Regions from separate parts of the Mus musculus genome. Here all the other regions are linked to region 2. A link is a contact called in public HiCAR-type and promoter capture Hi-C data. All regions are on one chromosome and are shown on one strand. The core of a region is the stretch at or near the end of the contact, and the rest is flanking DNA. Distances in the headings are between cores, read along the strand shown. Region 1 holds the start of Clcc1 (chloride channel CLIC-like 1). Region 2 holds the start of Atp5pb (ATP synthase peripheral stalk-membrane subunit b). Region 3 holds the start of Nras (neuroblastoma ras oncogene). Region 4 holds the start of Gpsm2 (G-protein signalling modulator 2 (AGS3-like, C. elegans)). Region 5 holds the start of Csde1 (cold shock domain containing E1, RNA binding). Region 6 holds the start of Bcas2 (breast carcinoma amplified sequence 2). Region 7 holds the start of Prpf38b (PRP38 pre-mRNA processing factor 38 (yeast) domain containing B).

The links. Promoter capture Hi-C pulls out the DNA fragments that hold promoters and counts their contacts. HiCAR-type assays count read pairs that join an accessible place to other places. Capture Hi-C pulls out chosen DNA fragments and counts their contacts.
Region 1: a promoter capture Hi-C map of liver shows a contact between it and region 2, with 4 times the contacts expected there. The contact joins the promoter of Clcc1 here to the promoter of Atp5pb in region 2. A contact is called at or near these places in 2 of 39 promoter capture datasets (both in liver).
Region 3: a contact with region 2 is called in a promoter capture Hi-C map of adipose tissue, with 3 times the contacts expected there. The contact joins the promoter of Nras here to the promoter of Atp5pb in region 2. A contact is called at or near these places in 3 of 39 promoter capture datasets (hippocampal neurons, liver and pre-B cells), 2 of 115 datasets of contacts at active chromatin or transcription factors (astrocytes and epiblast stem cells) and 1 of 9 other capture datasets (adipose tissue).
Region 4: a contact with region 2 is called in a HiCAR-type map of astrocytes, with 3 times the contacts expected there. The contact joins the promoter of Gpsm2 here to the promoter of Atp5pb in region 2. A contact is called at or near these places in 1 of 39 promoter capture datasets (pre-B cells) and 1 of 115 datasets of contacts at active chromatin or transcription factors (astrocytes).
Region 5: a promoter capture Hi-C map of liver shows a contact between it and region 2, with 5 times the contacts expected there. The contact joins the promoter of Csde1 here to the promoter of Atp5pb in region 2. A contact is called at or near these places in 2 of 39 promoter capture datasets (hippocampal neurons and liver), 1 of 484 Hi-C or Micro-C datasets (granulocyte-monocyte progenitors), 1 of 115 datasets of contacts at active chromatin or transcription factors (astrocytes) and 1 of 9 other capture datasets (liver).
Region 6: a promoter capture Hi-C map of adipose tissue shows a contact between it and region 2, with 5 times the contacts expected there. The contact joins the promoter of Bcas2 here to the promoter of Atp5pb in region 2. A contact is called at or near these places in 1 of 39 promoter capture datasets (hippocampal neurons), 1 of 484 Hi-C or Micro-C datasets (muscle stem cells) and 2 of 9 other capture datasets (adipose tissue and liver).
Region 7: a contact with region 2 is called in a promoter capture Hi-C map of liver, with 5 times the contacts expected there. The contact joins the promoter of Prpf38b here to the promoter of Atp5pb in region 2. A contact is called at or near these places in 3 of 39 promoter capture datasets (liver and pre-B cells) and 1 of 9 other capture datasets (adipose tissue).

The regions. Positions count from the first base shown.
Region 1 is chr3:108,652,120-108,655,804 of GRCm38.p6, forward strand. It overlaps Clcc1 (chloride channel CLIC-like 1), which reads left to right and starts at 1,794. Exons shown (of 12, transcript NM_145543.2): 1 at 1,794-1,861.
Region 2 is chr3:105,957,554-105,960,948 of GRCm38.p6, forward strand. It overlaps Atp5pb (ATP synthase peripheral stalk-membrane subunit b), which reads right to left and starts at 1,710. Exons shown (of 7, transcript NM_009725.5): 1 at 1,595-1,710; 2 at 1,309-1,345. The coding sequence starts at 1,634. Wdr77 (WD repeat domain 77) reads left to right here and starts at 1,945. Exons shown (of 10, transcript NM_027432.3): 1 at 1,945-2,145; 2 at 2,400-2,585. The coding sequence starts at 2,031.
Region 3 is chr3:103,056,927-103,060,333 of GRCm38.p6, forward strand. Nras (neuroblastoma ras oncogene) reads left to right here and starts at 1,359. Exons shown (of 7, transcript NM_010937.2): 1 at 1,359-1,514; 2 at 1,979-2,106; 3 at 3,275-3,407. The coding sequence starts at 1,996. Csde1 (cold shock domain containing E1, RNA binding) reads left to right here. Exons shown (of 19, transcript NM_001161854.2): 19 at 1-1,260. The coding sequence ends at 7.
Region 4 is chr3:108,720,049-108,723,718 of GRCm38.p6, forward strand. Gpsm2 (G-protein signalling modulator 2 (AGS3-like, C. elegans)) reads right to left here and starts at 2,251. Exons shown (of 15, transcript NM_029522.2): 1 at 1,993-2,251.
Region 5 is chr3:103,018,788-103,022,137 of GRCm38.p6, forward strand. It overlaps Csde1 (cold shock domain containing E1, RNA binding), which reads left to right and starts at 1,759. Exons shown (of 19, transcript NM_001161854.2): 1 at 1,759-1,882.
Region 6 is chr3:103,169,374-103,173,298 of GRCm38.p6, forward strand. Bcas2 (breast carcinoma amplified sequence 2) reads left to right here and starts at 2,282. Exons shown (of 7, transcript NM_026602.4): 1 at 2,282-2,492; 2 at 2,575-2,667; 3 at 3,902-3,925. The coding sequence starts at 2,400. It overlaps Dennd2c (DENN/MADD domain containing 2C), which reads left to right. Exons shown (of 19, transcript NM_001384113.1): 19 at 1-365.
Region 7 is chr3:108,910,126-108,913,738 of GRCm38.p6, forward strand. Prpf38b (PRP38 pre-mRNA processing factor 38 (yeast) domain containing B) reads right to left here and starts at 1,604. Exons shown (of 6, transcript NM_025845.3): 1 at 1,039-1,604. The coding sequence starts at 1,317.

The DNA.
Region 1 (3,685 bases), core at 544-3,043, 2.7 Mb after region 2:
TACCATTGAAGAAAATACCTCCTCTCCTCAAGCAATCATTAACTGCCCATAGCCCTGTTCCATGTTCACATGTCATGTTCACAACGTCAAGACAGATACTGCCTTGTAACAGTTCTTAGCTACTAGTGAGTTCATGTCGTGCCAGGGAGACAAGAGTCCACAACACGCCTACCTTTCTACCCTTCCTCTGGCTCTCAGATTCTACCATTACCACCCCCACCCCCCAACCCACCAAATGATGTTCTTTGAGTTTTGGAAGGAGCAAGTTAGATGTTTCATTTAGGGCTGAGCATTCAAGCCACTTATTCTCAGCACTTTGAGCAGTTATGAGTCTCTGTATTAAGCACTACTACTGCAAAATGAAGCTTCTTTGCCCAAAGCTGAAGGCAGTACTAATGTTTGGGTAAACATAAATATTTGGAAGGCTGCTTGATATGTATGATACATTTAGTCAGCAAAAGAACAGTAGCTTCCCCCCTAGGGCATTGACCTCCCAGACGCAGATTTGATCAGGTCTACTGTGCCGGACATGAATCCCCTCCTATGGAGTGGGCCTCAAATCAAGCTGGAAAGAAGATGGCTACCCACTTAACAGTTTGCCACTATTGCAAATGTGGGTACATCTTGCCTGGGAGGGCAGCCGGGTAACATACAAGGTCACAGCAGGGCAAGACTGCTGGTGACTTCTTCCATAAGGCATCCTTATGTTATGAAAGCTAACCTTCCAGAGTAAGCATTCAGTCCAGTTCCATCTTGACTTCTGTACACACATGGTTGCTACAGCAGTAGGATCTTATCATCTACATCTGAAAGGCTACCAGCCACAGTAGCAATGGGGCTGGAGAAGTGGCTTAGCTGTTAAAAGAACTCAAGTTCGGTTTCCAGCAACCGAGTTTTGTGGCTCAAGATCACCGATAACTCTGCATCTCAGGTACCTGATGCTCTGCTGGCAACTGCAGCTCTGACCTCTGCTGGCAACTGCATTCATATGCAGAAACACAATCAGAATTAAAAAGAAAATACGTGTTGGTGCCACAATTATCTGGGACTTCCTATCTAGGGGGATCCAACCCCCTCTTCTGACCCCTGTATGTACTAGACACGCACGTGGAACACATACTATATGAAGCAAAGCACTCATACATATGAAATAAATCTAAAACGACTACAAATCTTAAAAAGTTGTAAATGATGTATGTATACCCAAGAATACCAAATTAAATACTAACAGTGTCTCATTGCCAGTTAGTTTTTGTATTCATTTCTGGGGTGGGGTTCCTCTTTGGACACTTTGGAAACTGCAAAGCCAGAAGTTGAAGATAAACACAAAACAAACCTTACGTCCAAACTCCCATTTGCCTCCCTCACTATATATAGTACTAGTTAACCATTATCTTCCACTTAGAAAGTTATGTTCGAAGTAGATCTCTCTCTCTATCTCTCTCTCTCTCCTTCTCTCCCTCCCTCCCCCCTCTTTCTTTCTCTCTCTCTCTCTCTCTCTCTCTCTCTCTTTTTCTTTCTTTCTTTCTTTCTTTCTTTCTTTCTTTCTTTCTTTCTTTCTTTCTTTCTTTCTTTCTTTCTTTCTTTCTTTCTTTCTTTCTTTTCTTTCCTTATTTACTTATTACTTATTTACTTATTTAGACGTACTTGGCTCCTTTAGCCACGACCGTCTGAACTGAACTGGTGGTTGGGTAATTGAAAAGCCCTTACTTCAGAGCAGAGGAGCGCGGCCTGGTCCCGCCCCCGCCTCCGCCCCCGCGGCGCAGCCAATCAGCAACGCGCGCGGGAAGGCCGCACAGCTGCGGGCCGAGCGAGTCGATGAGTCCGCTCGGGACTCCAGTCCGAGTGCACCGTGTTTGAGGTAGGCGGCTCGGCGTCTTCCGCGGCCGGGCTGGCCCGGGTCCCTCTGAAAGAGCAGGCAGGACCCTCGACGTGAGTGGGCGCTCTTCGGTGTGTCGGGGCGGCCCGCGGGTCTGCGTGGGAGGCGGCGCGGCAGCGTGAGAGGTGCCGGGGCCTGGGCCCGTGGCGATTCCCTGTTCCGTCTTACGCGGGTAGACAGCGCCCGCCAGTCATTCCCCTTGTCTCGGCTAACCCTGCGAATATACCGAGCGGCCCACCCTGGGGCAAGAGCATCCTTGCTTGTGTTATCTGAAACCTTGGCAGAATCTGCAACAAATACTGACGGCCAAAAAATTATATATATATATTGGATTTGTTGGAGTAATGGTATGAAACTCCAAATTTAATTTGAGTATATTAAGTTAGTTGATGCTGTAAGTCTGTGGGTTTATAATTAGGTGCAAAACGTCAGGTTTTCTCCATGATACTGATTATAAAAGTGCTCTTCTCAGCGTTGTCTGGGCACATATTGGAAATGAAAATTGTCTGGTGGGCGGTGGGCACCCTTTAATCCCAGCACTCCGGAGGCAAAGGCAGGCGGATCTCTGAGTTCGAGGCCTGCCTGGTCTACAGCGTTTCCAGGATACACCGAGAAACCTCGTTTCGAAAAACAAACAAACAAACAAACAGAAAAAAACAACCTCAATTGCCAGGAAAGGACAAGAACACGCGTGAGCTAAATAGCGACTTCCCGCTTCTAAGATAACCGAGAATTTGACTTCCCTTAACCCGGTTAGTCCTGCTTGGCTGGTTGGTTAGACCTCTGATTCTTTGAAATCAGTGACTTTCTTGAGGGTTTCCATTTCGTGGCTGTCAATCAGCCTGCACATCTTAAGAGCTAAGCCAGAGGCCGCCCCTGTGAGAAGCCCCTTTTCTGGTTTTCCCACCTGTGTGATAAGACCCAGCAGAGTTTCCTCACCCGCTTTTGAACCCTAACCTCCAAGGAACCTCTCAGAGCTCAGAGGCCATGGGCATGTTACCCGTTTTTTCTGGGATTGAGACAGTGGTGCCCTTTCCAAGAGTTTTTGTAAGGATTAAAGGAGCATATGTTTCAGTAACAAAATGTCCTCTATTATTGTATGAGTATGTTTTTTTATATACTATTATTGTGCGCACTGGAGTACATGTGTTGTAGTTGAGGCAATGAGAAAATGATACAAACTAACTGGTGTCCACCGACAAGTCATAGAGTAACGCAGGTTTTTTTCATAAACTGAGGCAACATAGGAAGATTTTTGTGATGTTTTTGTTTTTCCGAGTCAGTCTATGTAGCACTGGCTGGCCCTATCTCAGAGACTTGTCTTTAAAATAAGCTCGAAGCAGGTCCAGATTGCAACTTTGGAGGAAGTGTGGGATCAGTTCTAAGTGTTGTTGTTTTCAAAGAGTTCTAGTCTTAGATGACCACCGGCCTCTGACAGGAGGGATTGAATTTCCAATTGATTGTGGTTTTGGTTTCTTCCATAGCCCCCCCCCCCCCCTTTTTGACTTCCCAGCTCATTCTGGTGTGGAATCTAACTCTGGCTGCCTCCCCCCCCCCTTTTTTTTTTTTTTTTTTTTGCCTTCCATCATTTTATTCATTCTGTAGTCTTGGTTAACTCTTCACCTGCTGGTCACTATTGGAGAAAGTCACGTGGTTGCCCGTGGTGTAACTTTGTGAGTGGTACTTGGCAGGCTGTCAGCCTCCATAAGTGATGCCCTCTTGCTTTTGTTTTCTAAACGTCCGTTACCTTCACCCTAAACTCCTGTTTTTATCTGAGAAAATTTGTCTTCCTTCTCACTCGTTCTG
Region 2 (3,395 bases), core at 460-2,959:
CTAAAGGCTGAATCCTACTGGTTTAGATCATACCATGAGAGAATTTTTAGAACTTTTAACTACCATCTCAGTTGAAGCCTTTATTTTCATTTTCTTAAAACTATTTTAACAACTCCAAACCTGATGGCTCTTCTTGTCAAATATTCCTTAAATATAGCTCTTTCATATTACTGCCAATGCTTCTAAATCGTGATCTGACTTGAAAACTCTTCAGCAGGCTCTCCTCTGTCCACAGAAAACAAGTAACAGCACGGGCTAACCCAGCCCCTGCAAATTTTCTACATTCATCTTTCCTTAATGCCTCACCTATACTCACATCTCTCAAGCCACAAGGTGAATGACAACCAAAGAGCTTAAAGCTGAAAGACGGTCAAGAGTGCTTACTGCTCTTCACAGGACCAGATTTGGTTCCCAGAACCTATGCTGGGCTGCCCACAGCAACCTCTAACTCCAGCTGCAGATCTAATACCTTTTTCTCTGCCTCTGCAAGCACACACGCACACAAAAATAAAATTATTAAAAAAAAAAAAAAGAGTTTGACATTCTTTGGAGAAAGCAGGGCTGGCATTAACAGTACATAAAAAAAGACCCAAGACACAGATGAGGTTAATTCAGGTTTTCTTGGTTTTGCTATGTTTAGATTTTATTGCAATAGGGATATGAGCTCTGAAGGGTTTTAAGTGGGGGGAACTGCCAAGATCTCTCTGCTACATTGAGAATGGACTGTATTGGGATAAAAACAGATGTTAAGACTGAAAGCCTAGTGAAATTGTCCATTTCAGAACTGTGGGCAGCGGCTTCATGCTGTAACAATGGTAGTGAAAGTAGTCAGACTCAAAGCATCCTCACGAGTTGAGTCTTACTGACGGATTAGAGGATGGAGCTACTGTGTAGCTGTCTCTAGGACTAGGGTTGTTACTGTGATCTCCACAAAGTTATCCACTGTCACATTATGTGATCATCAACACAAGCATTTACGAAGCCATATGTGTTTTCGGCCTCCTGATATGGTTAATAAAAGATGGAAATCTGGAAGACACCCAAAACAATAGGTTTTATTTTGCTGTATTTAACCAGATCTGTCCTTGGGGGTAAGTAAGCCAGTAACTTGGTTGTGTGTCGCTGAAGGTCACAACGAGGGGTGAGCCTCTCTTTGGTGTTTGTCAGAGGAAGGAACAGGATCATGTTCAAGGCAATTAGAAGAACAAACGTCCGAATGAGTATGCAAGCTGGCTAACGTGAAGGAAAACAGCAATTTTTGGCTTGACGCTAGGAAATGGAAAGAGAATAAGACGTGGTGACACTCACCCTGGACCTAGGGCGGCCGCGTTCTTCAGACACGGGGCTGGAAATACACAAGACGGAGGTTAGCAAAGTCAAGGAGAAATCGCGTTTCTACCTTCCCGGGTGTCGGCCCTGGCATCCGTCTCTGCCGCGCCCTGAGATGCTGGGCGGCCCGGGAGCTCTCCAGATCGCTCCCGTGGGTGAGCTCGGGCCCAAACGCCGCAGTCCGTCCTCTACCCGCTTCCCGCCTCCCCGGCCTGGCTTCTTCCTAGTCACCCTGCTACGCTAACCTAGGCTCTACGTCTCTCACCCGCTGTGGCGGCAGCAGAAAGCACCACCCGGGACAGCATTGTCTGCGAAGAGCGGGACAGCGGGCTCCGTGTCCCTGTGACCCCGACCCGAGCCTGTCAGGGGCAGGAGCAAGATGGCCGCTCGCACATCTCGCGAGAAGAGATCAGCTCGCTTTTTCTCGGAAGTTCTCGGCTTTTTCCCCGCCCCCTCCCCACTATCGCGAGAAGAGGAGAAAAAATGGGTGGGGCTGAGGGAGGGAAACAAACAAAATCCCGCTGCGGGGACAGGAGACGGAAAAGCAGGCTGGAAGGGTAGACACAATTCTCGCGAGAAGTAGAGCGAATTCCCTCGGAGAGGGGCGGTTGCGCAGAGGTACACCACGTGTGCGGTCCCTCCGGCGCCGAGTCAGGGTCTCTCGTCGAGTCTGGGTCTAGGTTAGATTTGGAATCGTGGAGATGCGGAAGGACACCCCTCCTCCGCTCGTGCCCCCGGCGGCCCGCGAGTGGAACCTGCCCCCCAATGCGCCCGCATGCATGGAACGTCAATTGGAGGCTGCACGGTACCGGTCTGGTGAGCCGAGATCCCGGGGCCTGGAAGCCCCTTTACCCCCAGTCTCGGGTGCCCTCTCCCGGTGCTGACCCTCTCGAGTCCTCCCAGCGCCGTGTGGCCCTCCTCGGCCATACCTGGCGTCCTGGCCCTGCCCCAGCTCAGCTCCACAAATCCGATCTCAGATTCAGACTGGTCCCGCCACGGGGTTCTGTGAGGTTACCATAGAAACAAGGCCTTCCATCTGACACCTTATAACTTTGCTCTCCCCACCGTAGATGGTTCCCTTCTGCTCGGGGTCTCCAGCCTGAGTGGTCGCTGCTGGGTAGGTTCTCTGTGGTTTTTCAAGGATCCTAGTGCGGCCCCCAACGAAGGTTTCTGCTCTGCTGGCGTCCAGACCGAGGCTGGAGTAGCTGACCTCACTTGGGTGGGGGACAAAGGTATCCTAGTGGCTTCTGATTCAGGTGAGTGATCCCCCTCCCCTGGAATTGAAGAGTTGGGTACAGGGTAGGATGGGAAAAGGTGTTTTATTATTTAGAAGCAGGGTTGTTTACCTTATTGGCTTGGCTGTCCCAGAAACTAAGTAGACCAGGCTGGCCTTGAACTCACAGAAGTCTTCCTCTGTGCTGTAATTAAAGACGTGTGCCACCGTGCCTAGCCTCCTGTTTTCTTTTGCTGTTGTGTTTGCTATGTGCTGTGAATTGACTCACCTTGCTAGGCAACTGCTCTGTCACTGGACAGTCCTTAATCCCACCTTTCTTTGAGTGTCAGGCTGAGAAATGTAGGCTTTGGCATTAAAAAAGACAAAGAAATGAAGTTGGTAGGTGATGGAGGGTAAATGTTGGACAAGCTAGGGATGAATATAGTCAGACTACATTGTATGCGTGTATGGAGTTCTCAGAATTAAGCAGATTAAAGAAAGTCAGAATTTATATAAGTTGGTGGAAGCTGGGTATAGGTGCTGCCTGTAATCCCAGCAGCCGCAGGCAGAGCTCTGTGAGTTGGAGGCCGGCCTGTTCTCCATATCCAGTTCCAGGCCAGCCATAGGTACGTAGGGAAGTAGGGAAAACCCTGTCTCAAAGATTAAAATAGATTTATTTTGGGTCTGGAGAGATGATCCAGTGGTGATAAGTGTTAACTACTTTTTCAGAGGACCCAAGTTGGACACCCAGCACCCACATTCCACTAACAACCTTGTAACTACAGTCTTAGGGAAGCCAGTGCCATCTTTTGGCCTCCATGGGCACTGCATGCACTTGATGAATAGACATAGA
Region 3 (3,407 bases), core at 109-2,608, 2.9 Mb before region 2:
TGACTAACCACGTCCACAAAGCACATCATTAATTCACTATGGTCGAGTTGGGGGGATTCTGGTGAAGGGTTCTGAATATCTTTCTCTTCATCCCTCCCAAAATCTGGAATACTTATTCTATTGAGCTATTACACCAGTTTTAACACCTTCCTCGTGTTATGTTTAAAGAAAAAAATAAATAAATTTAAGAAACCATTTTAAAATTATGCACAGTTGCAGCCTGGAAAACTTAAAGGTGGCGCCTTATAGTGTCAATTTAGGAGCTTTATTTGGTGCATTTAACGCAACTGGTAATTGCAAATTCCACTTGGCCTGTGTAAGTGAACAATGCAGACTGTTACTTTGTTGGCCCTATGAAATTCTGCACTCTAGTCAGTATATACTCTACCTTCATGACTTAACACTCAGCTGCATTCTTTTCCTATTTTTTCCCTGTTCATTATGCTTTAATTCTGAGGACCATATGAAGGTAGAATATATTACCTTTAAAAATTGCAAAAATTTATATAGCAAACGATATTCTTAAGTTGATGGCCAAATGTTAAAATGTTATTTTCATATCATTTATAATCTTGTCACAATCCACTTAACGAAGTTTGATTACATTTCAGTGAAAATTATCTTCCCGAGTAGTTTTTTTTTTTTTTTCTTCCTGGGATGGGGGGGGTAAATAACTTTACTACAATTAGTATGTGTGGTGCAGAATTTCATGCAAATGAAGTGTGCCAGCAGTGTGATAATTTAAACATATTTAAACAAAAGACGAATGCACAAAATTGCTGCTGCTTAGATCACTGCAGCTTCTAGGACCCAGTTTCTTTTACTGATTTAAAAACAAAATGAACAAAAAAATAATAATAATAAAAAAGTTGTGCCTGAAATGAATCCTGTTTTTTTTAATAAATAGCCCCGTGGTTCCAGTGCCCTGTTCAATACAGGCACTTGATCCTTGGTGTAGCTTCTGTTCAACTTTGTATCACGGGAACGGATTGGCCTGATTTCTCGGCCTTCATCTTGAATTGGCCCCAAACAGGGTCCCTGGCAAGTGGAGTGAAGGCTTTTTGTCTAACAATGACAAGGGTCAGCTCAGGGGTTGTCGGGGAGGGCGCTTTCATCTTCCCCGTTGTCATTTGAGGTTTTGAACTCTGGGTAAAGAGGCCGTTTATCTTTGTAAACACAAAACATTTTTGCTTTCTCCGGTTTTATGTTAATGGCGAAAGAATGGAAGCGAATAAAGTTTTACTGATTTTTGAGACACTAGCACCTAGCGCTTTCATTATTGAAATGGGGGCGGGGCGGGGCTGGACTGGGTGCGGCCGGCTGCAAGACTCTAGTCGTCGGCCCACGTGGCTGGGGCGGGGACTGGGGCGCCTTGGGCGCCTAGTGATTACGTAGCGGGTGGGGCCGGAAGTGCCGCTCCCTGGCGGGGGCTGTTCATGGCGGTTTCGGGGTCTCCAACAGCTTCTCAGGTTGAAGTCCAAAAGCCTCCCGAGGCGGGGTCTGCGGAGTTTGAGGTAAAGCTCCGGCCTGCCTGGCGTCGGACTTCTCAGCGTGTGAACGCCTGGCGGGGCGGGGAGACGCGGAGACTTGGCGAGCTGAAACAAAGGCTTGGGTGGGGGACTCTGGCTGGCTCTGGGGTGATTTTCGGAGCCGGAAAGGGGAGTTTCGGGAAGTGGTTGTGCCAGGCGGACCCCAGAGCTTGGGTTTGCAGGAATTGGAAGAGGGGGGTTCTTTTCCCGTAAACTGAGGGCGGGGCCGAGTAGATTGAAAAAATAGTCGCTGGTCTTTAATCCAATAATCTGGCCCGCACTCATCTGCAAGGAATGCTATGTTTCTGAATCACTTTGAGAACTTAGTGGAAGGCCACGTGTATCGAATGGGTGCCTTAGAAACAGAAGAGTTTGGTAAACTCATAGAAGCCCTTGAAGTATTGTAGGTTTGGTTTGCCAGTTTAATCGTAATTGCTGCTTTTCTACAGGTTTTTGCTGGTGTGAAATGACTGAGTACAAACTGGTGGTGGTTGGAGCAGGTGGTGTTGGGAAAAGCGCCTTGACGATCCAGCTAATCCAGAACCACTTTGTGGATGAATATGATCCCACCATAGAGGTGAGGCCCAGCCCCTGCCTGGCCCTTATCCTCACTTTGGGCTTTCTCTTGCCCATAACGGCTCTTTGAAAGTAAAGAGAAGAGAAAGCAAGGAGGTATTCCAAAAAAGCAGTAAACAAGTTCGTGCTTACTGAGGATTTCCTTTTAAAAGAACACAGTTTTCATTGTTTCTTTATGTCACAGCTCTTTAATAGAAACGTAGGTCACAAGGAAAAAGATTGTAGGCGATCATACAGTGAGGATAGAGAACTCAGAGCTCTGGATAGTCTGAAGTTGTCATTTTTGATCTAGTCCAGATTGAGTTGGGGTAGAAACAAGTTGAGATTTTGAGTCATTGTATCTAGGAATTTCTTCACAATTTAGTTACGGATATTGAGGAAAATCACCTAAATCCTTACAAGTCTCATATTTCTATATGACGTTAAATTTCTATCACTTCCCTGGGATTAATGGTGCAGGTATGTATAAGTCCAATTTGTAAGCATTCAAGAGGCTGAGGGAGGAGGTTTCAATTTCTAGGCTTGCCTGAACTACTTACTGAGGCCCTGTTTACAAAAACCAAATATTTTTTTCATGTGTAAACCTGTTCTAACACACAGGAATGTTAGTTAAATTCAGATGTCTACACAGGTTACATTTTAATATATTCATGAAACAAAATATAAGCACATTTCCAAAACCACAGATAAGGTCTTCTAAGTTTGGACTATTATATAATAAAAATAAGAATTTGGCCATAAATCCATACTAGATGTTTCTGGTTTTGTTATTTTTTATTAGTGGTTTTGTTTTCTTTGGTTTTTTGTTTTTGTTGTTGTTGTTGTTATTGTTTGTTTGTTTTTTGTTTTTGTCTTAACCTCATAACTCAGGCTGGTTTTGTTTTTGTTTTGTTTTTTTTTGAAACAGGGTCTCACTGCACTACCCTGGCTGGCCTGAGACTTGAACTCACAGATATAAATTCACCTGCCCTTATGTCATGTGTGCATGCATGCGTGTGATTATGTATGTGTATGTTTGTTTGCTATTCATGCTACTGTTAGCGGGTTGAGGGTAAATCACATAGGTAGGCGTATTCATCCTGGTTAATTACATTTCTCTGGTTTTAAATAAAGATTGAGCCTGTCCTTGTCCCCCCCACCACCACCTCCTCACTCTTTCATATTCCCAGGATTCTTACCGAAAGCAAGTGGTGATTGATGGTGAGACCTGCCTGCTGGACATACTGGACACAGCTGGACAAGAGGAGTACAGTGCCATGAGAGACCAGTACATGAGGACAGGCGAAGGGTTCCTCTGTGTAT
Region 4 (3,670 bases), core at 1,001-3,500, 2.8 Mb after region 2:
ATATTCTTGCAGATTCAAGTAAACTTTGCTCTGTGTCTTTGGAAAGGTTAAAAGCTATGGGAAGTGTTATTTGCTTTAGAACACACACACAAAGCGAGACCATCGTTACAAGGGTAGATAGATCCCTCCACACTTCATAACAAACCACCGACTGTATTGTGGTTTTAAGTAGAATTATGTGCCACAAGTGGGATTCAGAAACACATGGCCATTTAAGTGCAGTAGCTGGTGCTTTGAGATTAGGGAGTAGTCTCAATCCCACCAGTAGCCTATTAATTACACAGTTTTAAAAACAAATGCCCACAGGTGTGTGGGGTGAGGGTGGGGGTATGTATGTTTGTTTGTTTGTTTTTAGGTAAGTCTTGGAGTACTTTATGGGTAAGAAAGGTGAAGGCTGAGGATGTGGTTTGGTTTTGCTCGGCATACACCTGCCCTGGATTTGACCCTAAGCATGTATGGTGCACACCTGTAATCACAGCACTGGGAGGATGGAGAAAGAGAATCAAAGAGTGCAAGGCCAAATTCAGCTATCTGAGACCCTGTCTCAAAACTACACTGAATGAATGGAGGGAAGGAAGGAAGAAGAAAGTCAGCCAGCCATTTCATACCAGGTGGAATTTGTGCACATATTACAGCCCAGTAGCTGTAATCCCAGCTACTGGGCTGAGACAGGAGGATTCCAAGTTCCAGGCCAGCCCTAAACATTTAGCAACAATAGGTCTCAAATAAATGAATGAATGAATTAATTAATTAATAAATGAATAATCTGGAATTACCTCAGTGATAGAACTCTTGCTTAGTGTTCACATGGTTTAGAGTTCAAACCCAAGTACAGAGGAGGTGAGGTGTGGGGAGCCACACTATATATAGTGCATTACCTTTGTAACTAGCCTACTATTAAATCTCAGGTTTACATCAAAACATACTTGTAATAGTGTATGTCTGACCTACTGAAAATTCAGCTAAACTATTTTTCCGTGGGACACGCTTCCACAATACTCCACAGTCTCTGAATTCATAACCAGTCCAATCCTCGAATTGTAAGTTAGAAATAGTTTGCAAGAGGGGCCTATGAATGCCTAGAACCGGCCGGGCATCCCTGAACTCCCCCACTGCCCTCAAGTCAAAGGACAGGAACCTTCGCTTTTGAACTTAGGCGGAACGAATCTCTGCTCTTAGCACGTCGAAACCCCAGGCAAAAGTGCTCTTTACCAGAAGCAATCACGATGGTTACTAACAAGCCGGAAAATCTTCAGTTTAGCCTTCCAAAGAGGCAGTCTGAAAATTCTGCTTCGCTGGTGACAAAAACTTACAACACAAACCACACAGCAGTCCAATCAACACAAAGCACCGAGAGGAGAGTCAAGAACTTACCTATTCTAAGTCTACCCGGCGTTTAAATAATGCATTAAGGCAAATAAACATTGCCATCATTACTCGTTTCAACAGAGTTCAAATGATACTTGTTAAAGCCACCTAATTGTTTACCATTAAAATACAAGGAAATTACGTTTTCCACTTTTCATCTGAAGATACTAAGTTTACAGCTTTCCGGCTAAGATCTCAAACATGTTACGCTTGCTATAAAGCTGGTTACAACGATCTATCAGTTTCGCTTGCCAGTAAGTCTGGGATCCGAAAAGTTCAGGAGTTTAAATGTGACTTGACAAAGGTGTCTGGTGTGGAGACCCGGGGCCGGCGACGTGCCTGGGATTCGAATCCACTGGGATTCGGCTTTGTATCCACCGTCTGTTACGCTCGGAAAACGCGTGAAGTCGCTGCATCCCAGCAAGTATTTTCAAGGTCTGCAGAAGCCCGATCCCCAGTCTCCCCTCACTTAGGGGACAACAGCCTAAATGGTGCGGGTGCGAAGCCCCCCACGGAGCTCCCGGGTCCCAGCGTCACCCGAGCCCGTCGAGCCTCGGTGGTCCAGAGACCCCCGCCCCACGCCCCCACACACCCCACTGGGTCACCCCCTCAGGCTCCGCTCACCTCCCTCCGGCCCGCGGCTCCTGAGAACAAGGAACCGCTGCAGGGATGAGCGCCTCTGGCCGTAGACTAGGAACCGCGGCGCTTCCCCAAGTCGGGTCCCGGCGGCGACGCCGAGCCAAGCAGGGGCACCGCGGGAGGCTGGCGAGCGCCCCGGGCGCCCGCCCCCGGCAGGTCACGTGGGCCAGAGCTTCGGCCTCCCCCTGGCCTCTCAGAGGGTCTCACCGCCAGCAAGGCTCCCTCAGCGCCTGTACTCCTCTGCGCCTGCGCCTAGCTCCAGGCTCGCCCATTCAAACTGACAACGCCCCGCGTTTTTTGGACCGGCCAATGGCACCGGTGGGGCGGGGCTAGGCGGGTGGAGGGCGGGGCTAGACGAGCCAGGGCTCCCTCCTTCTAAAGATCTGTGTGTGGGGTTTGCCTCTCGGACTGTAGCGCTTGATTCTCCTCTGCTGCGGATAGATCCTCCGCCAACTAGAAGCTTATTGTCCTCGAATTTCTCCTTCAGATGGCGAAAAGTGGGACAATAAACATCAGAGTTCAAGCTGGGTCTAGTTCAGACTTTGAACCCAGGAGCCCCAGTCCACTGCCTCTTTCCCTGCAGGCTCAGTCCCGCCCTGGGAAAGTCTTCCAAGAGGCAGATGTGAGAAAGAAAGAGGCCTGTGTGAAAGGAACAGAGGGTCCCGTGTGAAAGTCTGAACAAGGAGCCTCAGTTCTTGAGGCAGTGTCACACACAGTTCTGGCGTTTCCAGATGTTGGGAAAGCAAACTTCTTCTGACTGCAGGATCGCTGGTTCCCAGGAAAAGCAGAGATGGCGAATTTAATCCGCTCCGGCGGCTTGCATTCCCATTCTATTCATGCCTTCATATCAAGTTCACCAAAAAATAGATCTTAGCTTGTTCATCAAATGTTTAAACTAGAGTCTCTGCTGTGAAGCTGATGACGTTGGTTACATTACATTATCTATAGCCACTGCCTATTTCTCCACTGGGATGAAATTTTAATGTTTTACAGGATTGGGCACCTGTTAAAGAAATTCTAGTTTCAGCATCTCTGTGGTGATGGCCGTGACCACTATATGTGTGTCATGGAAAACTGTATAGAGATAGTGTTAGCACCAGCCAGACCTGGGTTTGAATTTCAGCTCGGGCCTCTTCCTACTGACTGATTTTGAACCAGTTAGGCGTCTGTCCTCTGTAGCCTTAGCTTCCTCAGCTGTAAAACACAGATAATGAGACCTCCTCTAATAAGGTCTGTCATGATGCTTCAGGAGGTAAAGTTTATGAAATGGTTAACACAGCTGCTGACACATCGAAGCTGTTCAATAAGTGGTTCTCTTATTATTATCAGCGAGCACCCTTAATACCAAGTTCTTATAAAAAGCTGAATTAGCTGGTTGTACTATTTCAGAGGTAGATATTATAATTCTTCCATACTCATAAATTCTTTGTGGGAATTGGTACAGTAAACCACAATAAAAAGTATTTTAAATTCTGCATAGCCAAAGCGAATCGTTTCTTTCCTGTGCCCCCTTCTCTCATAGATTGGACTTTTTATCTCAGCTATCAGCAATGTCTATCTTCCTAATCAGTTGAACTGTTTTGTAAATCTTCTTTCCAAACGCATGCATCCATGAGATTGTGCCATTCTTCTACTTGAAGACATTTAATGGTCAAAAAACAAA
Region 5 (3,350 bases), core at 509-3,008, 2.9 Mb before region 2:
CAGCTCCAACAAGGCCAGACCTTCTAATAGTGCAACTCCCTAAGAGTTTAGGGGGAACCACTCTCTTTCAAACTACCACATCCCAGTTCCTGGCCCCCAAAGGCTTGCAGCCATATGATAATGCAGAAATGCATTCAGTCCAATTTCAAAAGTCCCCATACTTGGCCAGGAGTGATGGTATACGAAAGTAAGTGGATTTCTGTGAATTGAAGGTCAGCCTTGTCTACAAAGTGAGTTCCAGGACAGCCAGGGCTGTTACACAGAGAAACTCTGTCTGGAAAAATAAAAGTCCCCCTAGTATTTAACTGTCTCAACTTAGTTCAAAGTCTTTTCTGAGATTTGTGCAATCTCTTAACTGTAATCTGCAAAGCAAGACTGAGAACCAGTTTGCAAACTCCAAACTTCATCTCCATGTCTGACGTCAAAGGGCTCTTCAGATCTTAACTCCTTTCAGCTTTGCAGGTATCTCATGGCTCTGGCTTTTCCAATACTGGGGTCTCCAATACACACACACACACACACACACACACACACAGAGTGGGGGGACAATATTCATATTTGTTGCTTATTTTATTTTATTACATGTAATTTGTTCCCCTGAAAGCCCTACCTATGTCTACAGAGGTCTGCAGTTTCTCTGAATAACCAACTGAAAGTATGGGTAAGAAGTACACTTGGCAGGTTGTGGTGGCACGCCCCTTTAATGCCAGGCCAGGAGAAGGGGGGGGGGTATCTCATGAGTTCTAGGCCAGCTAGATCTACACAGCAAGTTCTGGGTGAGTCCCTGTCTCTCCCCCGCAAGGAAAGTACACCAGGATGAGAATGTTCTCCTCTCCCACAGAAGCAGGAAATAGATGGGAGTGTCCTCAGGGAGCTACCCTTTACCCAAAATGGTTAAGAGGACCACTGAAGTTGGGCATGGTTGTCCACACTTTTAATCCCACTAGGCTGAAGCAGGCAGATTTCCCAGAGTTCCAGGGCAGCATGTGCTACATGTGAGACCCTGTCTCAAAAAACAAACAAAAATAAAAAACCAACAAGATAGTAAAAGTAAAGTAATTGTTTTCTAGATTATTGACAGGGCAGCCTAAATAACTTTGCAATGGTTAGATCTAACCATTCCACTCCTCTACTCCAGTCAGGTGAATTATGCTTTTAGCCTGCTTTCAGCCTTTTAAATACTTATTCAGACTGACACACTACAAAAATCTTCTGGTAACTGAAACGGACAGTTAAAGTGGTTTGGGGAATTTTAGATTTTATTGATAATACAGCCTCGCTTATTTTTGTCTGTCGCAAGCAATGTAGTTTCTGGAAGACAAAAGCTTTACAAATTACTTTGTTAAAAACTTTTCTCTAAAGCAATGAAATCCCTTCTAATGTAGGAGACAGGAGAAAGCCTGTCCCGTGACTAAAGAGAAACTGCGATTTGGACTCCTGGATTATGGCTGAGGAAAGTGAAATCTTTTTATTCACGACACTCCCGGATCTGCCCTCAGAACTGTTCCTACTTCATAAGGCCTTCCTACTCAAGCCTCGTCGCTGAAAGCTTTCGGGCTCGCGAACACCGGGTGAACGCCTAAATTCACCCTTCGCCCCGCCCCCAGCGTCGCAGCAGAGTCACTAAACGCAGAGATTGCTTCTGGCACTACCCAGGGGCGAACGTAGAGAAGAAGAGTCACCGGCTTGCGTGTGGCTAAACGCAGGTCAGCGGCTGGCGTCACTCAGCCCTCGCGCGCAAGCGTACTAAGAGCACGCTCCCCCCACCTTCCCGTGCACGCGCTCGGAGCCTGCAACTCTCGCGAGAGAAGCGAGATTTATTCCTACGTACCGGGCCGTGCTGCTTATGGCGGCGCTGGAGAGGGGGCGCTGAGCTGTTGGGGTGAGTACGACCTCAGTGTTAAAGTGGGGGTAGCAACGAGCCAGGTTAAAGACAGCTGAGGAGACTCAGGTTAACGGGAGGGACCTCTGAGTGTCAGAGTGGGCACTCCTAGAATTCCGGATGGAGGAGAGTTCAGTGTGAGTTCCTACTCCAGGCGTCCCTTTTTCACCCTGGCTTCAACCGTCTCGGCCTCAGGGCCGGCCGCGAAGCCTTAGTGAGGAGGTGAGGCCAGGGGGTGCGGGTAGCGGCGGTGTCGGTGTCGGTGTCGGTGACTGAAGTGGGGGGAGGGAGCGAAAATGGAAACTCCGACCGCAGCCAAGATGGAGGCAGAGGGTGCGGGGCTCGGGCGCGAAGGCTGCCGGGAGCTGTAGTCCGTCCTCTTCCCCCTCTGCGGCTTGGCGGGGGAAAGGGAACTACAAGTCCCGGCGGGAGGGGTGAGGGGGTGGTGGCGCGGTCCTTTGTGTGCAGCTGGAAGAGGCCGGGGAGAAGGGCCTGTTCTTTTTTTCGGGACCTTGTCTGTCTTGGCCGTCACTGGCTTTGGGGATACTACTACGACTACCAGAGCGCAGTGCGGCAGTGGCGCCTTCTTTGTGTGTGGGTTGAGACCCTGTTCCATCTAGGGAAAGTGCTGCGGGACACCTCTGTTCCCTCAGCCACATCTGACCCTAGCGCGGCGGAATTGACACCTTTACTCACATTCTCTTGTGGCTGGGTCTCCACACCTAACTGTCCTTTGGCATTTGAAAAAGGAGTCGGGCCCCGTTCTAGGCACGTGTCTCCCACCTTTCTGTCTGGGGTAAATGGCATGCGTTAGGAGAGTTCCGTGATGCCCTCCCTCCGTGGTGCAAGCGCTGGCCTACATTGTGCAATGAATGGCTTGGCTTTGTCATGTATCTATCTAGTGTGAGAGCCCCAGTCGGAGAGCAAATTAAATTGGAAGATTTGACCGTCGAACGTTTCAACCATACCCAATCTTAGTGCCCCGGTTCTTTTGCTTTAAAGAGTTAACCTTAGAAACACCTTTGTGGCTGGTCTCCAACCTGACTCACAGGTGAGCAGGGAGTACTCCTTAACACTTTCCACTGCAGAAAACATTCTGAACATTATTAAACCACTTAGTTTCCTTGTTCTGCAACTAAAATGAGCAAAAAGATAGTGCTGTTTAAGCAGTTGAGGAGGACGGGCAGAAAGGAACTAAGGATGTTTAAAGATTGTAGTTGAGTTTGGACATTATGTTAGGCTGATGTGAACTTCTAGTTCACAAAACTGCCAAGTTTGTTTTTCTTTTGTTTATTGGTTATAGCCTTAAACTGTGCAACCTAGGTTAGCCTTGAAATGGCTGGCTGTCTAGACTGCTTGCTTGCTCTAACCTACTTTTTAAAAAAATAAGTTCCAAATTATAGGGCATTAATTCAAGCTACCAAAATGCTCAGTCTGCCCTCCCCACCCCCTTTCTTTTCCTTTCCTT
Region 6 (3,925 bases), core at 1,032-3,531, 2.8 Mb before region 2:
CACACATGGGTCCAGGGAAGAGAACTGAGTCTGTCCTTTCAAATGTTAGTGCAGCTCACCCAGGGGAGCTCCTCCCAGACAGCTCTCTCCTTTCCTTCTTCCTACACTCCAATCCCGATGGAACAATTCATGACTGGTTGTTTATAAGATGGGGAAGGAGGGTTTACTGTGGTCAATCATGACTGTCCCTCTGCAGGGAGACTGCTTTTGGGAGAGTCTTAACCTTCTTAAGATCTAAAGCTGCTTCCTTTCCTTGAGTTTGTTGTAATTTGTTTTTGTAAATGTTGTGAATTCTAAATACGTTTGTAAAAAGAATTGTTCAATATTTCTATCAAATGTTTACAGATAAAGGCATTTTAAAAAAATTCCCACAGATCTCTTGGAGAATTTAAAACAAATGCACATAAGATGTGTAGTGGTTACTTTTCTATTGCAGTGATAGAACATTGACCAAGCAACTTAAAGAAGAACATTTGCCTTGGCTTACATTCCAGGGCTGAGAGTTAATTCAGGTGGAGAAGCATGAAGGCAGTAGCGGGAGAGTTCACATTTTCAAAGGGCAACTTGAAAGCAGAGAGCAAAAGTAACTAAACCTCTGCAACAGCGCCACCAGCTGGGGACTGAGTGTTCAAATCCCTAAGCCTATGTATGAGAGGCAGTTATCAAATCACAACACACACACTTTACATAAACCCATAAACAGCACATTTACACAATGTAAATTCGTAAATACTCAAATCCAGCTTAGACTAACCAGGATTATAACCGAGATCAACTTTTCCAAAGCTCTTGGTTGAACGTACACTGGATAGCTTATATAGTCTCACAATCTTTTTTTCATTACCTCTTAGTCTGGAAGATATTTTACAAAGAATGTATGCTAACTACAGCCTGAGGGGTTGAGAGGCAACGTGGAGTAATATTTTATTACCACAAATCCTAAAGGCAAAAATGATTGGGTTTTGTATAGGCCCTAAAGACAAAAAATAGCAAGATTTTCTCATTATTTTATCTGATCACAGCCTTCCCTCCCACCTATCCTCCTACTCCCTCTCTTCTCTCCTTTCCCCATCTTCTCCCTTTCTCCTCAGAGAAGGGGAGGCCTCCCGTGGATATCAGCCTTGGCATAGCAAGTTGCAGTAAGACTAGGCCTATCTTCTGTTGAGGCTAGACAAGGCTGCCCAGTTAGGGGAAGGGGGTCCAAAGGCAGAGTCAGAGACAGCCCCTGCTCCAGCTGTTAGGGGTCCCACAGAAGCTGCATATCTGTTACATGTGTGTAAGGATCCAGGACTGTCCATTGCAGCCTCTTTGGTTGGTGGATCAGTCTCTGTGAACCCCTGCGGGACCAGGTTAGTTGATTCTGTATGGCTTTTTTTGTGGTGTCCTTGACCCTTCTGGTTCCTTCATTCCTTCCTCCCCTTCTTCCACAAGATTCCCAGAGCTCTGCCTAATGTTTGGCTGTGGATCTTTCCATCTGTTTCCAGCAGCTGTTGGGCGAAGCCTCTCCTGTCTGGAAGTGTAGCAAAACATTAATAGTGTCAGGGGTGGGCTTGCTCTCATGGGATGAGTCTCAAGTTGGGCCTTGATCATCCCCTCAGTTTCTAGTCCATCTTTATCCCCACACATCTTGTAAGCAGGACAAATTTTGGTTTTGTGGGTAGATTGGTGTCCCCATCAATCCATTGGAAGTCTTGCCTGGTTCCAGGAGGTGGCCATTTCAGGTCCTATATCCCCTGTTGCTTCAAGTCTTATGGTCACCCTAGCATATTCCTGTGAGTTTCCCTTTTTCTGGGCTTCTAGCTCTCCCCTGAGTTGCCTCCACTCCAAGGCAGAGCTTCTAAAATGAGGCATTTTATAGTTATAATTACAGTCATGGAAGGGATGAGGTGTTTGCAGTGCTGCGGACTGACCTGGTTTTGCCATTGAGCCGCACCCCTCAGGTTGTTGGATCTAAAAATTTAATTGGAAAATAGGCGCACATTTCTAGTTTCTATAAAAGAACATTCTTAAGGGACCGGCTGCGAAATGAGGATAAAGCAAGGGAGCGCTAGAAGCCCAGCACTATGTGAGTCTAAACAATGGAAGGTTAAAGGATGTGGAAAATATATTTCTCCCCTCCAGCCAAGTCCAGCAACCACCTCTTCCGAAGTCTGCCCTACCCACTCCTTCAAAAAAAAAAAAAAAAAAAACGGCACCCATACAAAGAAAGGCACCCCGGCACGCCAGCACGTGATGCTTAGGCTTAGAGCCTAGTGGCTATAATTACCAACTGCGCGTGCGCCCGAATCGAAGCCCCAAAGGCAGCGGCGTGTGTGACGTCATTCCAGGCGCAGGCGCAGTGGAATTAGAACCGAGGCTGCGCAGACTCAGAAGGCGCTCTTGAAGCCTAGTGCCGCGCGATGGCGGGCACGGGCTTGGTAGCCGGAGAGGTGGTGGTAGATGCGCTACCATATTTTGACCAAGGCTATGAGGCACCCGGCGTGCGGGAAGCGGTGAGTGCGGGTCATGTGCGGCGGGTCCGCCGAAGGCACGCCGCCCTTTCCCGCCGCGACCCTGGCCTGTTCTCGTTCTTAGGCGGCGGCCCTGGTGGAGGAGGAGACGCGCAGATACCGACCTACCAAGAACTACCTGAGCTACCTGACGGCCCCGGATTATTCTGCCTTTGAAGTAAGTGTGCCTTTGAAGTAAGCCAGGAGGCTTGCGGACTTTGATACGGGAGTGAGGGCTTTAGCTGTGTAAAGTGAACTCCACCTTCCAAGTTAGCTGGTGCCTGCAGCTCGTACTGAGTGCCATGTAGGTGTGAGTCGGTTTGAAACCGCCAGATGCGCATGTCACGGGCTTCGTACTACAAGAACCTGCGAAATGCTCCATTAGTTTCTGCAGATTTGTTTAATAGTGTGCACCTCCGTGTGTGTGTGTGTGTGTGTGTAGAAGAGTCATGGTACATTTCACAAAAGGGCCCTTTATTCTCTAAGGTCCACTCAAGAACAGGTATCACTCACGAGATTTTAATATTTATAATCTTAAGTACCTGTACTCTTTGCCACCCCTGGAGGGAGATTCTTTTGTACCAAGTCTCAGATAGTTAACAGGTGTATGAATGCCTGAACAAGCATGTCTAACTGCATGCTGTTTTTAAGTGGTTATTCTACAAGTGCAACCAAAAAACACCACTTAGATGTTGTTAGAAGCACTTTCAGGCTGAAAGGAGACTGCTCCATGCGCAGGGATGTGTGATACTTCGGATCTAGATGCCAGGTTTTTAAACTGGGTTGTGACTCCTCAGTGGGGGTTTCATAACTGATGTGGGAGCTGCAAGAAATTTGGCAAGAGTAAAAAGTACTAACCCAGAAATTAATTGAAAACTCAAGTCCCAGATCTAAGCTCTGGTCCATGTTACATCATGTGACTTCACCATTTACACTGTACCCAAACAGTTTACACTGTGTCAGTTCGTCATGCAGCAGCGGAGACTTCCTGAAATGATTCAAGACTGTTGTGTGTTGTGAATTACAACGTGACGTGGGGCTGGGATTAAAGCTGTTTTCAGAGTTCCACAGCTGGCTGACTACAGGGCATTGAAAACTGCTGGTTTAGGGTTAATCCTTGAGAGGTGGACTCTTCTATGTCCACCTCCTTTCATGCCTGGGCAGAATATGGAATTAAAGAATATGCCTATTTCTTCAGATTCTAGATAGAATTAACCTCAACTGGGGGATGTGTCAGTGGCCCTGGGTTCAAATATTAGCATCCTTTTTTTTTTTTTTTTTTTTTTGAGTAGTGATTGAGAAGGGAAAAGATTCGCTATAATGTGTAGTACAAAGTATAAAATCTCAGTAAACTGCATTCATTATTTTCAGCATGATTCTGTTACTAATTCTTTGTGGTGTTTGTGCATCAGACAGACATAATGAGAAATGAATTT
Region 7 (3,613 bases), core at 354-2,853, 3.0 Mb after region 2:
ACATGAAGACTATTAATACTCATTAAAATATAAATTAACCTCGGAGGCCTGGAAGGTTATTTTTTAAACTACCTAATTTGTAGGGAAGTGGAGACTCTAGTTAGTGAGACCAAAATCAATGGCCCAACACCAAACCGGTAAAAATAAACCTAATTAGCCATTCATTTAACCAGGGAAATGCATTTATTGGCGATTGAGCATGATTAATAGTGCATACCTCTACCTGCGACCCTGGGCTGCTCCGAGCCTCGCTGCAAGACTGAGTCAATCCTGCTAACGAAACAAGAACTGAGACAAGAGTGCAGTGAGGAGGCGCCAGGTGAGCTCCCCAGCACAGCCAAGCCAGCACCGACCCTGCCGCAGAAAGAAGCCCAGGGCCCAGAGCATTCTAATTATGCCCAACGCACAGGTGGCTGACACCTTCGACTCCTGACTTCCTGCTGGGAAAAATTTCCAGGCCTTCTGTACACCTCTTTTGCCCTGGCACTCCACGCCACCCTCAACCCTCCCGGCCCACCCGACACACTCACTGGCCAATTTCTGTCGGGATTGGAGAGCTTAACGAAGAGCACGAGGCCGACATTGAAGTAATTACTTCAGTAATTCCGCTGGCCCGGGGGGCAGCGGCAGAAGCACCGAGTTAGTGCTTAGTCGACACAGGTAAAAAGGAGTCATTTTTTTAAAAAATGGTGAACTTGGACAGGCTTCTGGTATTACTTTTCTCCTCTCCCCTAGAGTTCTTGCCCAACAGCTCCCTAGGGATAGGCAGGAGGTTGGGGTAGGTTAAAGATCGATTGTGGCGGGCTCGCCCGGCTATTAAAACAAAACAAAAAAAACAAAACCTGAAAAGGAAAAAAAGAGGGCGGCCCTAGCCCGACCCGTCCCAAACCAGCCCCAAGCTTCACTTCTCCCTCCGCCAACTTTCCCCCTCCCCCAAATCCGCGGGTCTCAGGAGGGAGGGAAAGGGGGTGCATCCACGGTATCCGACACCCCGCTCTGGCGAACTTACCCCCGACACGCGGCCTAGAGGATGCGTACCTTAAAGTAGATCTCGTCCACCACCTCGTGGTAGGTCTTGAGCTCGTAGAGCTGCACTTTGAAGTAAGGCGACGACAGGATGTTGGTGAGGATCATGGGGTTGAGGTTCATGGTCTTCTCGTTGCCCCACAGCGGCAGCACATTGCCCTGCTTGCCCGACACCGCCGGCTTGGTGGCGCCGCCGCCGCCGCCACATTGCTGCTGCTGCTGGGTCACGGCCGCGGCCGCCTGGTGCTGCGGTTGCGAGTTGCCGGTCAGCGCGGGGCTGTTGTTGGCCATGGTGCCGCGGCAGGAAGGAAGGAGGGCGGGCGGGAGGAGGGAGGCCAAGCTCGATCGCGCTCTTCGGGACAACGGTCCCGGACCTACTCCATGGAAGGCCGTCGGGGCAAGGAGCCCGCCGCGTTGTGCCCCAGCCGAGCGGGAAACTGCAACTGGGACGCCGACACACGGGAGCCCGGGCCCGAGACGGACGCCAAAAACGAGGCGGGGAGAACTCCGGACGCAAAGCAGAACGGGCAGCAGAGGAGCTCGATCTCTTCCGCCAACTGCCCCTGGGAACAAGATGGCGGGGCCAGCGGAAGTGACGCCATACGCCCGGGCGTTCGAGCTAAGGCCGTGGCCAATCAGAGCCGCCCGTGTGTGCAGGCTATTCCTCTTCCTGGTTGCGCGAGGTCGTTGCGTGTTGGCTCGGCTCCGGTGGTCTGTGTGCCGGGCTGGTGGCTTCCTCCTGGGACTTTGGCCCAGGGGGAAGGGGGTCTGGACACAGTTGCTATGTTTTAGAGTTTGCATCCGTTGCTTGATTTTTCTCGAGGCAGGAAGAGGGTCTCGTGACACTTGTGTTCTGGACGGATGCGTGACTGCTCCTGCGGAGCGGTCGAAGTCTCATGAGTTAATTTTGTTAGATTCTCCAGAAAGGACTAGAGTCAGGGAATTGACTCCGATAGAGTCCTTGAGGCTTTCGCAGAGGTAATAGTGTCCTACCGGAAGTCGTAGACGGCCCCAAATTTTTTTTCTCCTAAGATTAGGATAATATTTTAACTGGGTTGTGAGCTTTAAAGAAAGTACTCTCAACTGGGTGTGGTGGCGCCCGCTTTATTTCCAGTGCTGGGGAGGAAGGGGCAGACGGGTCTGTGATTCTGAAGCCAAGTTCCATAGACATCCAATCTCAAAATAACAAAAAACATAAAATCTGCTACCCTACGTGGAGTGCTTCCATTGACTCACCTTTTTTTTTTTTTTTTTTTTTTTTTTAATTTTCAATTAGGGTCTCACACTATAGCTGAGGCTAGCATGTAGCTCAGGCTGGCCTCAAACACAAGACAATCTTTACGCCACAGCCTTCGAGATACTGGGATTTTGGGTCCTGAGCTACCACATGTAGTGAGATGCTAGTTCTATGGTACCGCTGCACTGGGCTAGGCCTTAGAAAAGGGAGTGAGGAATGGAGATGGAGAAAAGGTGGGAAAGTAATCAGGGTATCTGTTCTCAAAGGTACTAATAATTTAAGATTAATAGTGTTTGAGAGTTAAGAGGCTGCTGGAGCCTTTGACCATCATCTACTATTTACCATCTAATAAGCCTGATTTGAGCAAAGAATGGCTTAAGCATAGAAAGCAAAATCAGGCTTAGAGATGGAAAATAGCACAGTTGGCAAGAAGCTGGGAGCTGTGCTTCGTGGGGAGTAGTGGCAATAAAATGTCTGTAATGTGTGGATGAAACATTAGGAACTTAATGCTTACCAAAGGCTACCCCACATCCTTATAGTGTGTGTGTATTTAAATCAGGCTAGGTTGGTTTTGATGGCTACGTCTGAAAGGAAATTTACATTCCAGAGACTGAGGCAGAACAATCAAGAGGCCAAGACTAGACTGGTATAATAATCTGACTTAAAAAAAAATCAGGCTATTGGTGTAGTTTAATGGTAGACGAGGTGCCTAGCTAGCATGGGCAACGTTGGTTTAATCCCAACAGAAACGTGTTTTCCTGTGCTCATTCATGGATATGAGCATTAGGGGCTGAGGATGTTCCTCAAAGGTAGAGACTTCATTAGCAAGCAAGAGTTTCAGCCCTATCACTGGAAAAAAGAAAAATAGTTCATATGCATAATTTTAAATATGACCTTGACGTCTACTTTGTATTGCTTGCATTATTTCTGGCTTCAGTCCATTCTTCAGCAATGGCCAGAATAATTCCATTAGTGCTCCTCTGCTCCTGAATGCCATGAGGTGAGCAGCCTGCCGTGCGAATCGCCAAACTCCAATCGTTGGTCGCATACTGTCGTCCTTTCCTGGAAACTTTTGGGTTCGGAAGTTTCCGAGCAGATCTTAGTTTCAGCAGCACATACAGAGACTGAAACGGGAGACTGAGGGGGGGGGGGGGGCACTGGGGGGGGGAGGGATGGGCAATGAGTAGAAACCAGTTCACCCTGATGCTGACTCCTGTTGATCAGTCCTCAGAGGGAAGTCAGTTCCATATGCAGTCCTGCATAGGAATCGAAAATCAGCATTTTGCAAGTGACGAAGGGCTCCTTGCTGAAGTATCCAGGTTCTTGTATCCTACCTCCAAGAATCTGACC